2 separate regions of the Canis lupus genome follow, and region 2 is linked to region 1. A link is a contact called in public Hi-C data. All regions are on one chromosome and are shown on one strand. The core of a region is the stretch at or near the end of the contact, and the rest is flanking DNA. Distances in the headings are between cores, read along the strand shown. Region 1 overlaps BACH2 (transcription regulator protein BACH2). Region 2 overlaps BACH2 (transcription regulator protein BACH2).

Region 1 (5,660 bases), core at 601-3,100:
GTTTTAGGAGAGGACACAGCCACGATCCTGTAGGGCAGAGGGAATAAGACTGGGAGTGTTAAACGGTTCTTCCTTAGCACGTTAAGTTAGAATGATAGCAATTTAGATTTGAGGGTGTGTGCTTTTCTGGATGGGCTTGAGAAAAATCAAAATCAAAATCTTCTTTTACACTAAAATAGGAAAAATGACATACTTAGCCAGGATGCTATTTTGGAAAGTCGAATGGGGAAAAAAAAAAAGAATATAAAGTAAATGGGTAAAATTGTGAAATGTCTAAGAAGCAACTGCAATGAGACAAAGAGGTGGGCAGGGTCAGAGCTCAGAGGTAGCTCCAGGGGATGCTGGGAGCCAAGGAGACCAGGTGAAGTCTGTTCTCCCTCTTGAGGGAGTGTTGTCCTGCTAGCTCTATAGCAGGACCTTGCACTGCCCCATCTCCAGCCTTGTGCTCCTGATGCAAAGCACCACCTTAGCCAGCGGTGAAGACCATTCTACATCCCTACTCTTGGTGGGGAGAGAATATGGTGTGCTCTTCACCACAGTACAGAGCAGATATCAGAACACTTTATCTGGCATATGGAAGGAACAGAATGTCAAAGGGGTTTTTATTGCACCTGACCAGATAATTAGGTAATTAGCACTGTTAACTGATAGGGCACATCCTCCATGCATCTGTACATCTCCAGGGAGGAATATTTTCAAAAATGTACTATCGAGTGCTTTTTATTTTATATATGTACATATATATATATATATATTTATTTATTTATTTTTTTTTTTCTGGACAGCATTTCATTTCTCAGAAGGGATGCCAGGCACATTTCTCTTCCGTGCCAGTATGGCCCTTTTTCACTTAGTCAAGCTGGCCTGCAAACAACAAAGAAGTGAATCTGTTTCTGGTCCCCCACGGATCTTACAACATGCCCTGCAGCGCTGGTTAGCTTCTTTGTTAACACGCCAAGCCCCCACCTGGGGGGGCGGGGGTGATGTGTGCACAATTCTAGGAACATGGTCTTACTGAAAGACAGAAAAGACCAGGAGAGGGAGCACAAGAACACAAGATATTTATATTGCTGGGTTGCAGGGCAAGTCATAGAAAGAGAGCAAGGAGAAGAGAAGCAAATTGCCTCAAAAATATATGTAGAATCTGAATGGTGTACTTTTTAGGGGGGAAAAAGGGCATTTGGGACCTCTTATTTGGTCATCACGTATAAGAAATCTTTAGCTGGTTATACTGAATGCAGACCTAAAAGGCTGTTCGATTTGTTCTTATTTGTCCTGGATCATAACATTACTTTATGAACTGCTAAGTCTGTTGGCAATTAATAATACTTTATAGCTACCTTTCCTCGTCATTTTAGTTCACCTTTGCCACACAGTGATATGGGAGCAAATGCATCAAAATGGCAAGTGTGCAGCCTCATGCAGAGACCAGGAAATCTCAGTTCTACCACAGTCCTTAGCTGGGTTAGGTTTGCAGGCTGAGGAGCCTGCATCATCCAGTTCGAGGCAGTGAGACCAGGTGTCCTCCCCTACAGGGACCTTACTATATGGGCTGCTGCTGTGGACCACCTTTGCAATATAGGGTACAGCTCACTTTTCTCCCTTAACAAACTTCACCTACCTCCCATGCTTCTATAGCCTTAGGTGCTAGGAGGATAAAACAATGAATAAGGAAGAAAGGGCACCTAGTCTGAGATGGTCTAGGCTGATGGGACAGAGACGAGTCTGCAGGTAGTAAAACACAGTGAAAGAGCTGCAATGGTGCAAGCACAGGGGTTGGCAGAAGGGGCATCTGACTCAGAGGAAGGAAGACAGAGGTGGAGGCCCAAGTGAGGGGTAGCCAGGTACTGGGTGGGCGCTGGTGCTGCATGTGGAAGGGATATGCAGACATATCTGAGGGTGCCGCAGGAGTTCAACTGTGGTGGGGTGCTGGGGTGGCCACAAGACACTAGAGAGCTGAGCAGGGGGGTAAGCAGCACAGCCAGCTTATGTCACACCTACGAGTCTGGCCGGCAGTCGAGAGCCACTGGAGTCTGCCAAGCAGGAGTACTGGGGAGATTAGCCACAGTTTGGGGACAAGCTGGGTAGGGGGCATGTCCTGACCCGAGTGTGGCTAGCGATGTAGACAGATTAGAGAGGCCGGGAGGCGGATGAGCTGCTGATGCATGACAGCATGGACTGAGACTCATATACAAAGGGCCACACTGCTTCTAACCAACCAACCAAAGCCAGAGCTTGGATATCACACTGGTGGAAGTAGGGTTCCAGTCACAGTCTTTTGGGATGATTTACCACGTGACGGATATGATAGGAATTATGTATGGGTTCAGAAGCATCACTAAGGTAGTTTGGGAATCAAAGTCATATATTACTCATGAGGATATGGTCAGAATTCCGTAGCCTGGAGCTTTCTTTAAAGGATGACAACCATCGATGTTAGCCAGTTGTTTTAGCCACTGCATGATGTAGGGTTTTTAAGGACAGCTAACTTGCCCAATAAATCATTCTGGCCTGGCAATGGGAAAGAGGTGAAAGTTCCTACAGAATGTGAGAAGTCTGTTTTATTTTAAAATAAAGATGAACGGAAGATAGATGAACTAATGAAATGCGATGACTTGCTGAAAATAGCTATGGTCAGAGATGGGGAAAAGACAACCTTCTTCCCAGGCCCTGTTCATCGATTTTTATGATAATTGCGGAGCAACTGACCAGTTCCCTGGTCAGGGTTTCTACCTGGGACTCTAGAAACGTCTTCTATCATGACTTGAGTGGACCTCAGACTTTCAAGTGGACCTTCAGAGTCTGACCCTTCTGCTTCCCTCTTATGATTACATTGCACCTAATTAGATAATGAAGGATACTTTCCCCAGCTCGATCCTTAACTTAATCCTTTTTGCCACGTAAGGTAAATATACTCATAGGTTTGGGACATCTTGGGGGGCTATTATTCTACCTACCACACTGGGTTATTATTAAATCTGTATAGGGATACCTAGGTGGCTCAGTCAGTTAAGCATCTGCCTTCAGCTCAGGTCACGATCTCAGGGTCCTGGGATTGAGCCCCACATCGGGCTCCCTGCTCAGTGGAGAGTCTGCTTCTCCCACTCCCTCTTGCTTCCCTCCTTGTGCTCTCTCGCTTGTGTGCACTCTCAAATAAATAACTACAACCTTTAAAAAATAAAATAATTCTATTAAAAAAATCTTTATAATTGGTTTCTTAGACATGTCTTATATACCTTGTGCCTCAAAAATGAGGCCTCAGACAAAAGCAAGTCCTTACAGGAGTCAAGATGACCTAGATATTAAGGTTTTTATTGATCAAGTGGCATGAATTGAGGAATTATCAATGGGTAGAAGGAAGAAGAATGAAAATTTATCTCCGAATTAAGGTATTTTCTCTTTGCTATCATTTTACATTCATTTTTTTTCAGCATTTTTCATTATCTTTGCATGAAGGAAAATTTCTCTTGCTGGGTTCCTGTGACTTCTTTGTGGCACAGGAAAACCTTGAACAAGAGATGGAGATACTGGCTGTCTCCAAGCTACAGCTGACTGGTGTGTCACCATGGGCCTTATTTTCTTGTTTGTTTGTTTGTTTGTTTGTTTATTTATTTATTTATTTATTTTCCCATTTGTTTAAAACACAGACACCCGGGGCGCCTGGGTGGCTCAGTCGGTTAAGTGTCTGACTCTTGATTTGGGGTCAGGTCATAATGTCAGGATTCTGGGATCAAGCCCCGTGTTGGGTTCTGCGTTTAGTGCAGAGTCCGCTTGTCCGTCCCCCTCTGCTCCTCCCCCAGCTTGCTCTCTCTCTCTCAAATTAATACATAAGAAAATCTTATAAACCCCCCCCAAGCCCACAGACACTTGCATTTTTTTTTAAAGATTTTATTTATTTATTCATGAGAGACAGAGAGAGAGAGGCAGAGACACAGGCAGAGGGAGAAGCAGGCTCCATGCCGGGAGCCTGATGCGGGACTTGATTCCGGGACTCCAGGATCACACCCTGGACGAAAGGCAGGTGCTAAACCACTGAGCCACCCAGGGATCCCGACACTTGCATCTTTAATGAGTGTACTACTGTCATCTCTGAGGCAAGAGGGTTTAGAATATGGGCCCTGGAGTCAGGCTGCTCAGGCTTCTATCCAGGCTCCTTGACTTAGGAGCTGATCTTGGCACAATTAACCTCTTTTACCTCAGTTTCTTTACCATATGGAGATAATAACAGCAATCCCAGAGGGTCAATGAGTTAAACATGTAAAAAAGTGCATGGAGCAGTGCCTGGCACATAGTGAATGCTCAATAAAGGTTATTTTTTTAAATTATCATCAGCATCACTGTATTAGACAGGAAGGCTATACAGAAGATAAAATATAGCCCATTTCTTTAGTGCTGGGTCAGATGAATTTTAAGACCAAGGTTTTATGATTCCCAATATATCACAGAAGAAAAAAACTCCCCAATGTTCTTACTTCCCATGCATCATGCTGCGTTAGCAAGATCTTTTAATATTTCTCCTTGCTGCCAATTAAGGGCACCGAGTCAAAGTTGATATGTAAAAATTACTGTTCCATTATCACCTGCTGGCCTTGCTAATAAATCTTTGCTTAATGAAGCATACGTATCTTTTTAGTAGAACAGAGTATAACCCAAACTAGAGGGACAGGAGCTCCAGCTTGTTTATAATAGGACCTTCAGAAAGCCTGGTGCATAACTGCATGCACATAAATACTAACGCTGTTATTTTCTTGGATCAAAGATCATTTTCAAAAAGTAAGCGCATACACATCTATACTCGTGGTAGCTTCTCAAGCAGGTTCTACAAGGTCCAATAAGTCAGTCTGGAGAGTAGGCCTTCAAATAGCTCTCTTCCACTTGAAATCTGAAGTGTGGAAAGTGGAGTGGTTGTATGTTTTACTGGAAGAGTCAGCAATAGAAAATAGAGGACACTCACAGCTGTAGCAAGCCAGGATGAATTTATACAGTGAATTTTAAATCAGGCTCAAAATTGGCTTATGTTATCCATTGAAAAAAATTCCATTGATTTTGGGCTTCCTGATGATGTTTTCTGGGTGAGGCAGACCTTTGATTGAGAGCCAAAGAAATCTTCAGATGCAGACTTCTTTATTTTCAAAAGAATCTGAAGAGGCAGAAATTGCTAGCAGAATTCAGGAACAACAATGAATATTATATTTCCACTTGGTAGCAACTATCTTGGTATTAAATTTGACTGATTTGGTTCTGTCCTTAGTGGCTGAAACTCTTCCACTTTATTCTTACTTCTTTAGACGGATTTTAAGGACTTTGTTCCTCGTTGTCTTCTTTTCCCCTTTTCTGTCTTCTATTCAAATATTTCTAAGAGTGTTTATAATGGAACATAGTATTCCATTAAAAACCCCCTGACTCTGTAAGTCCACTGATCTTTTCTCATTTCTCTGATCCTAAGAACTTGTTATTCTGCTCAAATTATTTTTATATTCACTTAGTATACAACAGGTGCTCAATCAAGTTAGTTTTTTCTTTCTTTGCTTGGACCTTATCTGAGAACGTATGCCTTTAGCCTTTGGTTTACAAACTACTTGCCAAATAATTGGCTTTGAGAGCCTCCTTAAGAGTCTACATCATTTATTGGGGAAACTCTGCCCCCACAATGATAACTC
Region 2 (5,999 bases), core at 2,547-5,046, 120 kb after region 1:
GAGATATCTGAATGATTACTGTTCCTTCCCTTATAAGTAAAGTAACATATCCCAGGTATGGGAAATTATCTGTAAGTAATTCCCTCTTGCACAAACATAAATTTATTTAAAAGAAAAAGTCAAGGAGACCTGTATTCTTAAGCCTAAGAGAAACTAAGTGGTATTTAATTACAGCAACAATCATAAAAGCATAAGTGGATCTCAAGCTGCATGCAGTGGGCAAGGGAACATTTATACCAATTAGCAGCGAAATGATCGGGTTTTCTAGAAGGTACCTCTTGTATAAGTGAAGCTGATTGCATCTTTGTCTCTACAATTCAACTCTTAGCTAAGATTTTCTTAGTGGTTTTAATGGGATGTGATGAACAAAACCGTATTTGCTTTTTGCTAGGAAACTATAGATGGAGGTACTTTTATCTACACCACAAATATAATACAACATAATTTCTAAGAAAGTGGTTTGGTTTATTGCTTTTCCAGCTTCCAATAATGTTTTCCCTATCCTGTCGTCAATTCTTTCCTATGCTTCCCACCTTACTGAAACCACTGTATCTATTAGAATGTTACAAGGAAAATAAAACAAAATATTTAGAATTGGTTTATGTTCTTGTTTGAACCCGAATCCAGGTTTGCCTAAATTTAAAAGGACAGGGACATCTTGCTCTGGGATACAATAATTTTTTTTAAAGATTCCACTTATTTATTCATGAGAGAGAGAGAGAGAGAGAGAGGCAGAGACACAGGCAGAGGGAGAAGCAGGTTCCACGCAGAGAGCCTGACGTGGGACTCGATCCTGAGACCCCAGGATCATGCCCTAGGCTGAAGGTGGCGTTAAACCGCTGAGGCACCCGGGCTGTCCTGGGATACAATATTTTTAAGTTCTTTTCACTGTATTTTAACTTGAGGCAAAATATTCAAATGGTTTTGCTTAGTATCCCAGCAGGGCTGTACCTGGCTGGTACCATCGAGCCAACCTGACCTCCTAGTCTTAAAATGCCACTCTGGTCCCCTGCCCAAATTTGGACTACTGATTTTGGGAGCTGATAAATGACTCTTACACATCTATAGACACACAGGCATGTTCCCATCACTTTTTCTCTCTGGATTGAGTAGAAAAATAAATTACAGTGGTCAGAAAACAAGAGTTCAAAACTTAGACTGAATGCAATTTGTACTTTTGGAACTATCACCTGTAGAAAAGGTCAAATCTCAAATGTTCCACTGTCCCATGCTATATAAAATTTACTAAAAATTTGGTGACAGCTTTAGCAATAAACATGTAAACTGAGAGTGGCCCTGGTGTCCTTATTCATATTCAGAAACACTAAATGGAGTCGTCACACATCATTTTATGGCCAGAAGGGCTTTAAAAAGAAAGGGGTTAATTTTTTGGAAACTACAGAGATGAATTTTTAAAAACTTTACATTTCAAGCAATTTAAATAGTCACTTGTATAAGGCAAAAGACCTTTGAATCATAGATCTTGTGGCTTTTGTGTTTTGCTCTACTGGCATGGGAAGGTAATGCAAGGAAATGTGCTTTCTTTCTTTTCTTTTCTTTTCTCTTTTTTTTTTTTTTTTTTTTTGCTACAACACAGAAAGACGCAGCCATTTCAGACAGGATGGAGAAAATTAAGATGAAAATGTCTCTGAAAGTTTCCACTTACACATATCAGGTGCTGGGACGAAGTTATTCTGGTTGGGGAATATAGCTAGAAAATTCACTTTGTTGATATTCAAGATGTTTGCGTTCCCAAAATATGGTAGGTTTGTCCAGATTTCTACCTCTATTATAAGAGGATAGTGCTATTTTAGAACTATTTGCCATTGACAATTCAGAAAAGAAAAACCCAAAAAGAAATAAGTGTTGAAAATACACACCTGAAATAATTTTGGGGTCTGTAGGCTTTATATCTTAAAAAATACTGGCCTGTATTTACATACCATACTAAGTTCTATTTGCTGAAAACTTCTGTGTACTGGGAACTATCGTAGGAATTTTACAGGTATTATTAACTCGTCTGCTGGATGGGAGAACTATGGCTCACAGAGGATAAATGTCTTGGCTAAGGTCACAATGATGGAGAGGGGGTGACATGCAATCCGAATCTGTCTCCACCTGACTCTCAAGGCTATTCCTTTCCTGTGTAGCACTACCAGCCACTATAATTTGGGGAGATGACATCCCTCTTCCCAAAGGAAACATGATCAATTTTCCATGTGCTACCGGTAAAATGTCAAACCTGATGAAGCTTCAGGTCCTACAGTAATCTGATTATGTGTAGAAAAAGAATTAATTAACTTGTTAGTCCTAAAATGGTTATATTTCACACATTAGAATTAAATTAGAATTAATAAGACTTAAATACTTTTTTCTATTGCAGTTTCTTTAAATAAAAGTACTACCGTGTAGCTTATTAAGAAATGACCTAGATCATTTTCTAAAGGTGATTTAAAGCACAGGATACCTGTCCTTAGTCATGGGACATGGCAGTGAAAATGCTGCATGAGGAATCTCACTCTGGGTCTCAATCTCAGAAGAGCATCACCATTCCCGGCAATCAATGCCCAAGCAGAAAATGCCCAGAGCAGGGTCTGATGTACCATTTAGGGCTCAAGTACCATATTTTCTATCCCTATGTCAAAGATCATCCATGAAATCACACAATGACTAAGTTCATCTGCAAGAAATGCTGTGGGTAAGCCCAGTGGGTTTGCTTGCCAACGTAGTGAATGGCAGTTTCTTGAGAACTTGGATGGGCCAATAGTGCCTTGACTTTTCCTAGGTTCCATGCTTGGTCTGATCTATCTGCCTCCTTCCCCTAATCTGAGAACTTCAGCTCTGTCCACGCTCATTTACCAGCCAGAAAAACCTGGAAAGTCCTATCCCCCTGGGGAGCTTCAAATGCCTGCTGGCCTCAACTGTCAATTGCAGGTGCCCCTTGACTTCCAAGCTGCACAAGTGTGGGTGCCAAGTGGGGCTCACACAAAGCAAGGTGCTGCTGGGCTGTCCCCAAGTGAGGCTGGCGAGGTCCACACAGAGCTCACTGCAGGTGTGACGGCTGCAACAATTTTGGCCAGGACCCTGAAGACAGGTGAGCCATATGTTGTTCAAAAAGGGTGTGATAAACCATTCAAGGAAAAGGCAATACCACTGACCTACAGCTAAAAAACTAAGAGTTATCTTAGATTTCTTAGCCTTTCCTCTCTCCCTCTCCCTTCTAAACATCTAACCCGTCGGCAAGTGCTGCCGATTCTACCTTCAACTTATATTTCCAATCAGTCTACCCTTCTCCATCTCTACTCCTGTCACCATTATTTCTCACTGGGTCCACTGCTATTGTCATGGTAACTGGCCTCTCTGTTTTCAATTCCCTCTTGGCATCGAAAGTCCCCAGGATCACAGAAGGCTGGGTGATTTGCGAGGAGGACTCACGAGACAGCATGTAGTTGCACCTACGCTTTGATTTATTAGAGCCAGATCTCATCTGATTCCAGCTCAAAACCTGATTGGGGACTCTGGCCACACACCTGCCCTCACCCTCCCCTCCAGCTGCCACCTGCACCCTCAGAAGCCTCTTCTTCCCCTAACAGGCTCTGCTTCCTGCTGCTTTTTCCTCACTTGACAAACTCAGCTCCTCTCCCTGGATCTACAGTCTCTATGCTCCTGCCACCATCTGCCTTATATAAATATCAATTGTACTTTATCTTGCTGTGGTCATACACCCTGCAGTGAATTGGGGGCTGTGGCTCTGAATCCCACGGTACCCATAACCACACGGCACTATCAGAGCCAACTCCAGTCCTGCTGCGGTGTAGGCACTGCACCCAGCCTGACACCCACCGCCAGGCTCCTCACCCCAGCCCTCTGTCTTGAGCCACCTCAATCCTCTCTCCTCATTTCCCCTTTCTAAGCTTACGGATGATTCTCTGCAGGCTGAGGAAAAGAAAAAATACGGAGCAGAGGAGAGTGCAAATCAGAAGTGGCAAAAGCTGCTGTGTGTACACACAGGGGACTGCGGCTGTCCAGATGGATCTGATACTGTTCTGCAGACCTATTTTTGTTTTCTGTTTTTGTTTTTTGTTTTCATAAAGCATGGATTGGTAGAGCTGAAAGGACCTTGGAGATCATGGCGTTCAATCATCCTCCTTTTACTGATGAGGAAACTGTGGTGTAAGAAGAGGATGAGAAGGAGAAAGAATTTATTGAAGGCTCATCATCTACTTTGGATACACGTCCCAGGTCCCACAGCCAGTGAGTAGGTGACAGAGTTGGGGCTACAGAGTGCTTAAGGGAGCATTTTCATCCCACATACACTTTGCCTATTACTTATTCATATCAATACAGAGGAAAGGGCATATATTTAACACATAAAGATACTTGGAATTCCCATCTCAAAAGGTAAATGATTTCCCCCTCTGTATTATCCAATGCATATTTTCATAGCATCAATGCATATTTCAAAACATAAAACATAAAAGTCACATTTTGACATCTTTAAGTGAACAGTTCAGTGGAATTAAGTACATTAATTTTGCTGGGCAACCATCACCATGACTCATCCAATACATTTTTTTAAAAAGATTTATTTATTTATTTATTTATTTATTTATTTATTTATTTATTTATTGGGGGGGGGCAGAGACACAGGCAGAGGGAGAAGTAGGCTCCATGCAGGAAGCCCGATGTGGGACTCGATCCCGAGTCTCCAGGATCACACCCGGGCTGCAGACGGCGCTAAACTGCTGCGCCACCGGGGCTGCCCCATCCAGTACATTTTTAAGAGTATTTTCTGGGGGCCTGGGTGGCTTAGTTGGCTAAGTGTCCGACTCTTGATCTCAGTTCAGGCTTGATCTCAGGGTTGTGAGTTCAAGCCCCGAGGTGGTCTCCACATTGGGTGTGGAGCCTACTTAAAAAAAAAAAAATTCTGAAGAGTAAATTCGAAATGCAATTTAAGAGTGCTCCTCCCCAAAGAAAAGACAGGAAAACACAGGTAGAAAATAAACTTTGGGGGTTACATTTCATCTAACAAAACCTTTCAGATATACTTCTCTCTGTGTCATATTCTCCATTATCCTCCCAGTCTTGAAACCAGAACTCTGAGAACGCTGGTTGCCAGGTGAAAAGGTAGCTTTTGTTGTTTCTCGAGGTTCTATACTAGTTGTATCTGCTTACAAAAATGTTGTGCAACCCAGGAAATCACAGCCTTCCATGCTTCCTCCATAAAAGGACAAGTAAAACAATATTTCTTGGAAAGATAGGCATTTACCAACGTGCTACATCTAGATGGAGCTGTCTCTGCCGCTCCAGTCTGTTTCTCAGCAGGGTTTAAAAGTGTTGGCACAGAGCACAAAGAACGTCCCTCAGCTATTCAGCATTTAGTTCAACTCCACAATATATTTAGCAAGATTTCTCTCTCTTTTTTTTTTTCCCTCCCTTCTTGGTTTAATGACCTCAAATGTACCAACATCCTGTCTTACCTAATCTCCTAACAAGTTCTATCAAATGCCAGGACAGAATCAGACAGCACTGTAGGCAGTGAGATCATTCACTAAGAATTCATTTTTATTCCAAAAATTAGGAGTGCCAGACCATTTAACACAATCTATCACACAGCCAGAAAATTAGCCTTGGCACTTTAAGAGAAACATCTAAACTAATTTTTTTAAAACCTCCTCCTGTCATAGGTCCTTTCACAAACCGATGACTTTTTCTCCCCAGAAAAAGATGCACATACAGAACATATTTCCACATTCTGGGAGGGGTTCAAGGCATCCCCTATGAATCCACAGACCCTAGGTTAAAATCCTCTGCTATAAATGAACTCCAAAAGAGTTCACTTTGTCTACAGACCTCTGTACTGGGTCCCTAGAGCATCCCAGGGTGACCTTCTTTGGTACCACTTTAGCCTCTAGGTGAAAGTGACTTTTCTTGTGTTGGCTTCAGGAACAGTCCCACCTGGCTTCTGGTCAAAATCACATTAGCAGGGCTACATCTCT

Evidence for each region. A called contact is a pair of places that touch in the nucleus more often than the background predicts.
Region 2: a contact with region 1 is called in a Hi-C map of skin fibroblasts, with 2.5 times the contacts expected there. The contact joins two enhancer-like sites. A contact is called at or near these places in 2 of 9 Hi-C or Micro-C datasets (amygdala and skin fibroblasts).

What each region holds. Positions count from the first base shown.
Region 1 is chr12:49,357,636-49,363,295 of UU_Cfam_GSD_1.0, forward strand. All of the region lies in intron 4 of BACH2 (transcription regulator protein BACH2), which reads right to left. Among named protein-coding and RNA genes, the nearest start is that of GJA10, 68 kb to the left of the region's middle. Within about 2 kb of position 1,851, at least 2 of the 20 cell types and tissues checked have an H3K27ac peak or open chromatin away from gene starts, as enhancers often do.
Region 2 is chr12:49,478,100-49,484,098 of UU_Cfam_GSD_1.0, forward strand. All of the region lies in intron 2 of BACH2 (transcription regulator protein BACH2), which reads right to left. Among named protein-coding and RNA genes, the nearest start is that of GJA10, 190 kb to the left of the region's middle. Within about 2 kb of position 3,797, at least 2 of the 20 cell types and tissues checked have an H3K27ac peak or open chromatin away from gene starts, as enhancers often do.